Regions from separate parts of the Mus musculus genome. Here regions 1 and 3 are each linked to region 2. Evidence: chromatin contacts called from public Hi-C data. All regions are on one chromosome and are shown on one strand. The core of a region is the stretch at or near the end of the contact, and the rest is flanking DNA. Distances in the headings are between cores, read along the strand shown. Region 1 overlaps Tnks (tankyrase, TRF1-interacting ankyrin-related ADP-ribose polymerase). Region 2 has its middle 59 kb from the start of Gm34474. Region 3 overlaps Tnks (tankyrase, TRF1-interacting ankyrin-related ADP-ribose polymerase).

What was found. Hi-C and Micro-C count contacts between places; a contact is called where the count stands out from the background.
Region 1: a Hi-C map of bone marrow-derived macrophages shows a contact between it and region 2, with 22 read pairs. The contact joins two enhancer-like sites. A contact is called at or near these places in 3 of 15 datasets of contacts at CTCF or cohesin (embryonic stem cells, large pre-B cells and pro-B cells), 14 of 484 Hi-C or Micro-C datasets (the 3T3-L1 cell line, the C10 cell line, the C2C12 cell line and 10 more) and 1 of 9 other capture datasets (pancreatic islet).
Region 3: a Hi-C map of bone marrow-derived macrophages shows a contact between it and region 2, with 33 read pairs. The contact joins two enhancer-like sites. A contact is called at or near these places in 5 of 39 promoter capture datasets (the C10 cell line, embryonic stem cells, liver and 1 more), 6 of 15 datasets of contacts at CTCF or cohesin (CD8 T cells, embryonic stem cells, large pre-B cells and 2 more), 148 of 484 Hi-C or Micro-C datasets (the 3T3-L1 cell line, the AtT-20 cell line, B cells and 78 more), 12 of 115 datasets of contacts at active chromatin or transcription factors (bone marrow-derived dendritic cells, cardiomyocytes, embryonic basal ganglia and 8 more) and 3 of 9 other capture datasets (adipose tissue, embryonic stem cells and liver).

Annotation. Positions count from the first base shown.
Region 1 is chr8:34,846,888-34,850,558 of GRCm38.p6, reverse strand. It overlaps Tnks (tankyrase, TRF1-interacting ankyrin-related ADP-ribose polymerase), which reads left to right. Exons shown (of 27, transcript NM_175091.3): 18 at 1,218-1,406; 19 at 1,740-1,977; 20 at 3,196-3,278. Among named protein-coding and RNA genes, the nearest start is that of Dusp4, 41 kb to the right of the region's middle. Within about 2 kb of position 1,503, at least 19 of the 459 cell types and tissues checked have an H3K27ac peak or open chromatin away from gene starts, as enhancers often do. A contact at or near this core is called in bone marrow-derived macrophages, where this site is marked.
Region 2 is chr8:35,158,065-35,161,795 of GRCm38.p6, reverse strand. No RefSeq gene overlaps it. Among named protein-coding and RNA genes, the nearest start is that of Gm34474, 59 kb to the left of the region's middle. Within about 2 kb of position 2,260, at least 32 of the 459 cell types and tissues checked have an H3K27ac peak or open chromatin away from gene starts, as enhancers often do. A contact at or near this core is called in bone marrow-derived macrophages, where this site is marked.
Region 3 is chr8:34,876,794-34,880,346 of GRCm38.p6, reverse strand. The region is part of intron 5 of Tnks (tankyrase, TRF1-interacting ankyrin-related ADP-ribose polymerase); the gene reads left to right. Among named protein-coding and RNA genes, the nearest start is that of Dusp4, 71 kb to the right of the region's middle. Within about 2 kb of position 1,531, at least 19 of the 459 cell types and tissues checked have an H3K27ac peak or open chromatin away from gene starts, as enhancers often do. A contact at or near this core is called in bone marrow-derived macrophages, where this site is marked.

The DNA.
Region 1 (3,671 bases), core at 254-2,753, 310 kb after region 2:
ATAAATCATCTGGCAGATTGATTTTCTTTCTCCACTTTCTCATTTTGCAGCGTTTTCCCTAAAACATAGATTCTGTCTGATGGTTTCTTGCCATCACAGTAGTAGACGGTATATACAATGAAATGGGTTGGCTGGAGCCCACATTCTCTTCTCTTGCCCACCTTTTTAACATTGAGTCCCTGTCTTTAGTCAGCGCTTAGTGCCTTTCTCCAGGACAGTCGAGCTGGCTCCTGGTCTTGGCCTTCTCACTCAGTCCTCTGGTCCTGCCCAGGTGACGAAAGCTAAGCTGCAGCTCGCTTGTGCATCTGAGTTACTGTGGTTTGCTCCAGAAGTGTAGCTACTTAAAAAGAAGGAAAAGCTTAAGAATTGTGTTTGACTCTATTTCAGTAATATTCCTTCCTCTTCATTGGTCTTGTAGACATTTGCCAGCCAATTTAGCAAGCTTGTAATTGGTTTCACTAAAGACACTGTAAATTCAATATAAGTAAGTTTAACAATGCATACTGAACACACAGCTCATTTATACGCCCACATTTATACAAACTGTAACTCTTTTTGGACTAATTTTGGAAGTCTATGCAAATTAGTCTACCAAATTGTGTTCCTCTTAATAAAATGCAGGAAACAGCTTAAGTAACTTGTGATATCATCTGAGGGATAGTTTGAAGTTATGCCACGCTTTCGGACTAACTCAGTAGAAGTTGCTTTTTGAAAACATCCTTTGAGTAAAGAAGATAAATTGGGGTTTTTTTGTTTGTTTGGTTGGTTGTTTTTGGAAGTGATTCTGATAGAATCATACATAGCTTTCATGTTAGAAGTTTAAACATAAACTGCAAAGTTAGTTTAATATTCTCATAATCCCAAAGAATCTTCAAGCATTTAGATAAACTAGCCTGTTCTCAGCAGAATCCTAGTGGTTCTGTGCAGACCTCCTCCCGTCTTCATTATCATGTTATCAGGGATACCATGTCTGTCTTAGGAATTCATGATCTCTTCTTTGGAAATAAGTAGTTAGAGGCCAGCCTAGAGAGGCAAAAGAATAGCTGAGTAGGAGACAAGTCCAAAGCACAGGAGAAGACTGTTTTTGATTGTTTGTTTTTAAGAAGTTTCTATTAAGGATGAGGCCTAGGAGGATGGTGAAATCGTAGCAAGGATACTTGACAAATTCTGCTGGGTGGCTTTCTTCTTCAGTGTCCGTGTTCTCTTGATTTTCTCAGCATGTTGACATAGCAGCGTTACTGATAAAATACAACACGTGTGTAAACGCAACGGATAAGTGGGCCTTTACTCCCCTTCACGAAGCTGCCCAGAAAGGAAGGACGCAGTTATGTGCCCTGCTCCTAGCACATGGCGCAGACCCAACCATGAAGAACCAGGAAGGTCAGACACCTTTAGATCTGGCGACGGTAAGTCCTTGTTGCAGGGTGGTGGTTGTACATTAGGATTCCAGGCATGACCTTACCTTCCAGGGCTCAACTGGCACTTCCTGTGGCGGAGTTGGCATTCTTCCTGGAAATCTCCATAGCCAAAACCACATGGCCTCTCACTTCCTTCTGTGCTTCAGTGATATCTCATGTAGAGTCGGCCTCCTTCACTTTGACTTTCACTAACCTTGTCTGACTCTTACAGCCAAAATCACTGTCACTGTCCTTGCCTGATGTCCGTGTCTTTACATTTGGTACTTGGTGAAAATCTTAGCATTAATAATGGTTTTTGTGTTTTCTTTAATCATTTTTTAGGCTGATGACATCCGGGCTCTGCTGATAGATGCCATGCCCCCTGAGGCCTTACCTACCTGTTTTAAACCTCAGGCAACTGTAGTTAGTGCCTCTCTGATCTCACCAGCGTCCACCCCCTCCTGCCTCTCTGCTGCCAGCAGCATAGATAACCTCACTGGCCCGTTAACGGATCTGGCTGTAGGAGGGGCCTCCAATGCAGGGGATGGCGCTGCGGGTGCAGAAAGGAAGGAAGGAGAAGGTAGGTGTACCCCTGGGAACCCTTGTTTGTACACTTTAGCGGACCAGTTACTTTTTCCTTTTTATTATTGAAAGCTTAAAGATAGCCCCTCTCTAAACTTTTGAGTTCAAAGTCATCCAGGACTACATGGTGAGGCCCTAAGTCAAAGACAGGATTGGAGGATGTGAGGGGGAAGGGGAAAGAAAAAGGATTCCTGGGACTTGCTAAGTGAGCTCCAGGTTTAGTAAGATGCTCTCTCTCAAAGGTGGGTGGGTGGGTGGGTGGGTGGATGGATGGATGGATGGATGGATGGATGGATAGATAGTAGATAGATAGATAGATAGATAGATAGATAGATAGATAGATAGATAGGAAGATATTCAACATTGACCTCTGACCTCCACATACACATAGAAATAAATAAAAATAATTCTTAAAAAGAATAAATCAAACTGGGCGGTGGTGGCGCACGCCTTTAATCCCAGCACTCGGGAGGCAGAGGCAGGCGGATTTCTGAGTTCGAGGCCAGCCTGGTCTACAGAGTGAGTTCCAGGACAGTCAGGGCTACACAGAGAAACCCTGTCTTGTAAAACCCAAAAATAAATAAATAAATAAATAAATAAATAAATAAATAAATAAATAAATAAATAAATAAATAAATAAAATAAAAAGAAGAAGAAGAAGAGGAAGAAGAATAAATCAAAATAGTAACTGATACCTTCTTCTTTTCTTTTAAGTCATTGAAAGTACTAATTCTATCAACTATGGTCTTGAGCCTAGGTACTGCTCTTGTAGAGGACCTGGTTTAGTTTCCACCACCCACACTGTTTAGCTCACAACCCTCTTCACCCCAGCTTCAGGGAACCCAGTGTACTCAGCTGGCTCCCAGGGAAACACTTCGCGTGCAGATACGCAAGCATAAAAACACACAAAGCTAAAAATAAATGTCTTAGACATAAAAATAAGGTGGTAGGAATTATATTCCCTGTAGAGTTAATATATACATCTATATTTTAGTTCTCTATTCTATGTGTATTAGAATTAATGTAAGTACTGTTGCTATGCCAAAGAGAAAATTCAGCATAACTTGGAAGTGCCTGATTTAAATTGACATATTTGGTATTGGTTTTTGTCATGTGAAATCATCTGTACAGGCAAGTGTCAAAAAATAGGGTTATGCATAAATGCTGACCTTGCGTAGAATTAGGAAATTCTAAGAGATTTTACTGTTTGTTTTAGTTGCGGGTCTTGACATGAACATCAGCCAGTTCCTTAAGAGCCTTGGCCTTGAGCACCTGAGGGACATTTTTGAAACAGAGCAGGTAAGCGCTCACGTGCTCTTTCAGCTTTTCATCTTCTGAGTTATTGACTTCATAAACTTCGCAGCTGTTTATTTTCTGTGTTATGTATTCTCTTTATTTTGTGACTTATAGTGTTCTGCAGTTTGCCTCGTGTTTAATCTATGTGTATGTTTTTACCTTGCTTGTTAGCTGCCTGAAATACATGTAGAGAAGCCAGGGAGCCCAGCACTTTGCGCTCATCTCCGACGCTGACAGTTCAGAGAGCCGTCCTTCCTCTGTGGCCAGTTTTGTTCAGTGCAGTCTGTGTCAGGTTAGACGTGAGAAGGAAGGGTTCAGCTTGCTGAGAGAGCACTTGGTGAACTTAGAGCAAGAAACTATCTCAAGAATATTCTCAGTTTTTCTGGTTTTTGTTGT
Region 2 (3,731 bases), core at 1,011-3,510:
CCCAGGCCTTGAGACCAGCAGCATCCCTGCTCACGTGCTACCCTGCACATGGAAGCCTCCTCTGGGCGTGGCATGATTGGTGCTGATGGACCAGCGCTGGAGCCAGCCTTGGTGCAGAGCCCAGTCCTTATGCACTTTTCATGCAATTTGAAGTTGATAGCCCAGTCCCTTTGCTAAGAGCACAGCCCAGAACCTAGGGAATAACGGTTTAATCCTTGCCTTGCCTCTTGATGCCTTCTAAGAAGTGCAGAAGAGAAACTTTCAAACACTGTCGGAGGAGGTAGAAGACTCTGAGCTGGCTCAGTTGTGCCCGAGATTTATAAAACAAACTGTCAGGACTTAGCTCTACTTGATTTGGGCTGCAGAGGGGGAGCAGGGTTCAGGAACTTCAGTAAACTATAACCCCAAAGAAGAAGAGCAGTTGTCACAGCACATTCGAGTGGCTCCTGGATCTCCACTGTGGGTCTCACAGGTAAACCTCTCCTTCCTGTACCCACTGTCAAGGAATACAAGATAGGGTGTGTCTTAGTTAGGGTTTTACTGCTGTGAACAGACACCATGACCAAGGCAAGTCTTAGAAGGACAACATTTAATAGGGGCTGGCTTACAGGTTCAGGGGTTCAGTCCATTGTCACCAGGCCAGGAGCATGTCAGCATCCAGGCAGGCGTGGTGCAAGAAGAGCTGAGAGTTCCACATCTTTATCTGAAGGCCGCTAGCAGAATACTGACCTCCAGGCAGTTAGGACGAAGGTATTAAAGCCCACTCCCACAGTGACACACCTACTCCAACAAGGCTACACCTCCTAATAGTGCTACTTCTTGGGCCAAACATACAAACCCTCACAGGGTGTGTCCCTACATTTTTCAGGACCTTAATGCAACAAAAGTTGCCTTCCTGTAACAGCTGGAAAGAAACAATAGCAGATCTCCATTGTAGTCCAGACTCCTTAAAGGACCAGCTGCAGTGCAGCTAGAGTTACAAGCAGTAGTGAGCTGTTCAGTATGGATTCAGGGAACCAAACCCAGATGCTTTGGACGAGCAGCAAACATCCTTAACTGCTGAGCCATCTCTCCAGGCGCCCTCGCTTTTTTAACGGCAGCCAGTCTCATGTAGCCCAGGCTAACCCCTAACTCATTACATGGCTGAGGGTGATCTTAAACGTCTGACCCTCCTCCCTCTAGCTCCTGGTATCAACATTAGTCTTTTCTCCGGAAGAGTATCGCTATTGTACAAACCCAGGCAATACAAAAACCGCAACATTCCGTGAGAGCTAGAGCCCAAGGTAAGGGTGGCGCGCTCCAGAAGGGGCGTGGGTGTTTGCCTATGGAGCAGCCTGCACTGGCCACTCCCCCAGCAAATCCCAGCCAGGCCGCCGGTTCTCTCTGAGCCCGGCTCCAAGGCAGTGCTGGTGAGCAGCTTGTCATGATGGGAACATGTCTCATTCCTTTCTGTCACGGTCAGATGCTCAACAGTTTCCTGGGATTTGGAGCAAGTTGTTCACGTTCTTGACTGATTGCTCATCTGTTAGAAAGATTCAGGGGAGGGCCCCAAGATTGCTGGCAAAGACTGACCCTAGAGGAGGAAGCAAAAGTCATGGCTATCCAACTGCCCAGAGTAGTAGCTCTCAGCCTTCGTAATGCTGCAACCCTTTAATACAATTCCTCATGTTGTGGTGACATCCCATCCCCACCCCGCCTATGACATTATTTCTGTCGCTACTTCGTAACTGTAATTTTTCTTCTGTTATGAATCATAATGTAATGTCTAATATCCAGGATATCTGATATTCAAGGCCTGTGAAAGATGATTGGATGGCCAAGGGGGTCGTATCCTTTCTGAGGCTAACGGGAGGGGGTGGGGATGAGAGGGAGGGGCTAGGAAGAGAGGTGGGAGGGGAAGCTTCGATCTAAATGTTAATCAATAACTTAATCAATTTTAAAAAGAAAAAGAAAAGAAAAGGCCGTTCTATTGATGAGCACTGTGCTCTGTGGTCACCACAATCTGGACACATCTTGTTGGTTGGATCCCTAGTTGGCAAGGTCATGTGCAGGGTAAATTCAGACACACGTCTTTTCCAGAGTGAGCACCGGGGTGGGGGCGGAGGGTCCTGGGAAGACAGAGAGTTCTTCGGCTACCTACATTCTTTAAAAATCTACTAGTTTTGCCCAATGATTTGGTCAGCCTTGACCAAAGAAGCATTTTTTAAGGGAAATTTCACTCCTACATCCACTTCCAAAGTAATGTTCCTGCTGTCCACCAGGGGGCGATTGAAACGCGGCCCCGAAATCAGAACCAGGAGGCGCTGTGAGTCTGAAGGGAAAGCAGCAGCAGGAAATAGGTGGCTTTACGCAGTGATTCTTGTAACAAAACTCACCAACCAACCCTCTTAACTTTTCTAGGATTCTCTGGTTAGGTTTCCACTCTGGTGCTGTAGGGGTAGATGTTACTGCTCCCCGACGTGATCCAGAAAGGCCAAACTCTCTCTCTCTCTCTCTCTCTCTCTCTCTCTCTCTCTCTCTCTCTCTCTCTCTCTCTCTCTCTCTCTCTCTCTCTCTCTCTCTCTCTCTCTCTCTCTCTCTCTCCTCTACCGCACAGAGTGTTTCCACCCTGCTACCGAATTGCCTCGATATTCGGTGGATTATGGCATCAATCTGAGCCGTGCACAAGGTCAAAGAACTTGGTGGCTTCTTGCTCGAAGTATGGGCAGGTACAGCATTCATTTCACAAGCAAGCAGCCACTGTCTTACAGGGCTCATGCAGCCAAACCGTGCCTTTTTCTTGAGTAGGACCAGCCCTCAGACACTGCTCTGCCCGGTCGCCATCTTCTCGTCACTGTGTGTCACTAAGAAATGGGTCATCTTTGCTGTTAGAGTAATTTTGTTTCTGGTTGAAAAAATTGTAGCATGCATATGTTTCCAAGGCTGGGACATAGTCAGTGAAGAGGAAGACCAGGAGAAAGCGCAGACTAGAGCAGCAGTTTTATCTGACCCTGCTTGGTTCAGGCTACTGAATTGAGTGAGGCTCTGCATCCGTAGGCTCTGCATTCTAAATTAGAATGATCTGGTCCTTTGGAAGTTCCTAGGATTTGAGAGGTGACTTAGTAACCATCTCTGACCTCTCTGGGGGCTGGCTCACTGGTACCCAGCTTCCAAATCCTAACAGTGAGGTAGAAGCAAGCTCAAGACTTACTTTACTCTGCCTGTCGACTTCCCAGTTGGTATAAGCCAGGCATTCCGACAGAAACCCATCACTCCTCGTGGTTTGTCTGTGGAGCTAGGTAAGTAGGCTTTTGTGAGCTGGCCTTGGGAGCTTGCCCATTATGTGTAATTTCAGAGCTGTGGGATACGAAGCTCACATTCTAAATGACTGCCTCACTGGCTTTTAGAATTTTCCTGAAATGAGTATATTGCTGATTGTGAACAACCTGGGTCGTTTTTTGGTTTTGTTTTGTTTTCTGTAAATGACCAGAAATGGGCTGAGAGAGAGTTGGGGGTAAATCAGAATATTTCTGAACGGCAGAATCCATCTCTTTGTGAAGAAGGCTGACATGCCTCGGGAAGGGAAGCGGGGTCATGCTGGTTCTTAAATGATTAGTCAAAGGGAACTGTGAGGCGTGCCTCTCACCCTTCATCCTGGCTCTGCGTGTAAATGTCTGTGTCTTAGAGGAGAGGCAGAAGCCGAGGAGAATGTACTGAAAGCTGAGACGCACTGGAAATGCCTTCCGCGGTGA
Region 3 (3,553 bases), core at 282-2,781, 280 kb after region 2:
CTAAGCAGGTGCTTCACCTCAGAGATAATATCCCCAGCCTTCATTTTATTTTGAGATGGAGGTCTTGCTAAGTTACATGGGCTGGCCTTGAACTTGCAGGCCTCATGCATCCAGAACCCACTTTGAATCTAAGGTAGTTGAAATGTAGAATACACGTTTTATAAAGCATGGCATAGTTCTATAACTTTGAATTCAGACATTTGCATTCTTTCCTAAAGATGAGGCTGTGTCACTTTGGAAGATTGTGCTCTCTGAGGCTGTAAACTACCAGTTAACCTGCCCTGTAGCCCATCTGAGTTCACAGACGCTCACTAGGCAGAGGCCTTAAGTGACAGCTGGTCTAGTCTGTCAGTGCAGTTGGGACCTTCTCAAGGAATAAAACCAACAGGTTGTGTTTAAATTAATTCTTTGAAAAGAGCTCTTCCTGGCTGAAAACTCAGTTTGATCTGGATGTAGCATCTGTTTGGTTATCTAAGAAGAGATACTAACCAACAAAGGAATAGCCACCTCTTGTTCTGTAAATAGTTGACACAATTGGAGGAGCTTGCTTCAAGAAGAGAGCAAGTGTCTATCTTTCTGAGGGTTCTGGAGAAAATTCTTCTATGGGAAGAAAGTAGAATAAAGCTTGCTTTCCATATGTAGTCCATTCCTTGTCCTGTATCTCCAGGCAGCTTCTGATACTAAGAAGACCATCAGTTCTGGGTGCTCATTGCAGTGGTGTGGCCCCACTGTGGCTGTACTTCATTGCAGTGACCTGAGAGTCTGAGCATGCCTTGCCACAGATACTAACTTACTTGCCACTCAGTCATAGCTGTCCATTTCGGAAGGTCCATTGTGAGTCTGAGCTGCTGTCAGTGGAAGGAAAGGAATACAGAGCGAGAGTGGTGTCACCTCTCCTATTCCCTGTTCCCTGGCTTCTTCATTTGTCCTGTGGTGGTAATCATAGTTTCAAACCTAGATACTTACTGTGTTAGCCTGTTAATACACACACACTTTGTAATATTCTTGGTGGTTGTCTGTAAGCATTAAGAAACTTCATAGATGCTGATCTTCATAATTACACGACCTAAAAGGCAGGGCTCAGCAAGGAGATGCACTTATTTCCAGGGATGCGTGCCCATATTGATTTTCTGGCTTTTAATTTGTTTGGATTCTCATCTAAATATCAGTGTCTCAAAGAGCTTCTTAGAGCTTTCCATCATAGCAGATTAATCATGTCTCTGTTGATAGGAATTTAATCAAGTTCTGATTCTGTTTGTTGTCTTTGCCTAGGAATTTTGATTTAATGGCTGATGTAGTCTTTTATTTGTATCAGAAAAAACACTGATCTGGTTTTTTTTTTTTTTACCAAGTAATAGATCCAAATGAGATATGCTTTAGTAAAATAGAGCAAGAATTGAAATACTTAAATACTCATTTATAGGCAGTGAGTAAATAATCATGGAACAGCCACACAGTAGACATACTGTACATATATAAAAAGAGGAAGATAGACTTCTGTAATAGCAGAGGAGGAGGAAGAACATCAAGTCACAGGAGAGTAGAACACAGTCCTATTGGTGTGACAAAACATACTTGAGGAAACGCAAGCACTCTCATAGACAGAGTCTCCACGGGTCTTTGAGCAGCTGTCAGTGTGATTTGCCTCTGGGAAAGAGGCTTGCTGCAGAATAATACAACTGTTTGTTTTGTTTTCTGCACTGCTTGAATTTTCGGACAGAATATATTAATCTGTATGTTTAAAGGGGTTCTATTCTGGAGAGGATGGTTAGTATAAAGAAATTGGTAATTTGAGACCAGCTAAAATTGAGGAAATACATATGTGAATGTTTTTTAAGGCAGACCTTAAAGGCTAGATATTATTTATAGGCCAAAAAAGTTGGATTTTCAGGCTGTGTATTTGTTTACATGTATATATATTTCCTAAGACAGAGTTTAAAGGTAAGATAATTTCTACATTCACTCATAGATTGATAGAAGTATTCTTGCAAACTGATAGCAAATGCTGTGCTTTTCTTAAGAAGAAGCTGGGCTTCTATAAACTGTGTAGGAATCGGTGAGAGAGTTAAAAAGGTTTTTTTGAAGGAGGAAAGGTAAGTTCCAGTTTATCAGCAACACTGATGTAGCCCCAAGCTGCATTAGCAAGGAGACAGGCCTTTTCTTCACTAGGGCAGGGTTTTAACAACAGCAGAAATCAGGGTGCATAAAAACTGTTTTTCATTTGAGAAATTTACAATACACAGTAACCAATTATATTAATCTTGATTCTTGCAAACTAATTTTACATAAACAACCATAAAATATGAATATTGACATCAACATTAGATTATGAGATTCATTTTGTTTGATAACTTGGAAGTCTGAGAGGAAAACGCTGTAAGGTTTAGGGGCGTCTGTGGAGTGTGTGAAGGGGAACTTTCAGTCCCCTAAAAGTTTTTGGAGATTACTTTGGGGGTCTAGGGGGTCAAAATTGATGACAGAAGCTCATGGGACAATGACTCATCAGTTAGGTGATTATTCAAATGTGGGAAACAAATGCATGGGTATTTTATAGTTCTTTAAACTTGTTTTTAGTGAAGCAAAGATTTCATATTTGTATGTTGAAAAATTATGAAGCTATTTTACAAAATAATTTTGTAGTTGAAACTATAGAGAAAGAATCTGGAGTAAAATTCAAAGTAAACAGTATCTTATATTGTTGAATGTATGGAGCTAAGAAAGACTGCTTTAGTCTTTGGAAGAAATAACACAGTAGATGACAAAATTGGCAGCTTTCATTATCTTGAACTAAGTCTTAATAAGTAGTGTCCTTAGTGTACTAAAGTAATAGATCTTATTTGGAACACAAGTGCATTTAAGGATACACACAAGCATGTACACACACACACACACACACACACACACACACATACACATTGTAGCTTTGGGTTCTTAACCTTAGTCATGCAGCCATTTAACATGATTTTCATGCTGTGACCCCCAACCATAAAATTATTATTGTTACTACTTCATAACTGTAATTTTGCTGTTGCTGTGAAGCATAATGTAAATATCTGTTATACAGGATATGCAACCCCCAAGAAAGGGTCATTTGATACCCCCCACCCATCCACCCCCAGTTGAAAACCACTGCTCTCTAGACACTAAGAAGTTTGACCAGTGTTAAATCTGCCTGGTACCCTGATAACCACAGTGAGTTTCCTGGAGCTGGGAAAGTCCTGGACAGCAAACAAGCTGGTCATCAGCGCTTGGACAATTCCAGAGGGTTTGATGTAGGCCACACTAAATCTTCCTCTTAACGACAGAAAAGAAAAGCACTATATGCGTACTATAAACAGCTCTCTGATGACTTACATGATAACTTTGCAGTGGAAGTTTTCCCTGGGAAATACATCAAATACCACACATTCCTGTTAAGAAATGTCAGTTTAAACCTTTACACAAAGTTATAGGCAGATTCACCATCTTAGTTTCACTTCTCATCGCTGTGATAAGACAGATACAACAGAAGTGAGAAAGGGCTTAATTTAGCTTTCAGTTCCAGAGTACAGTC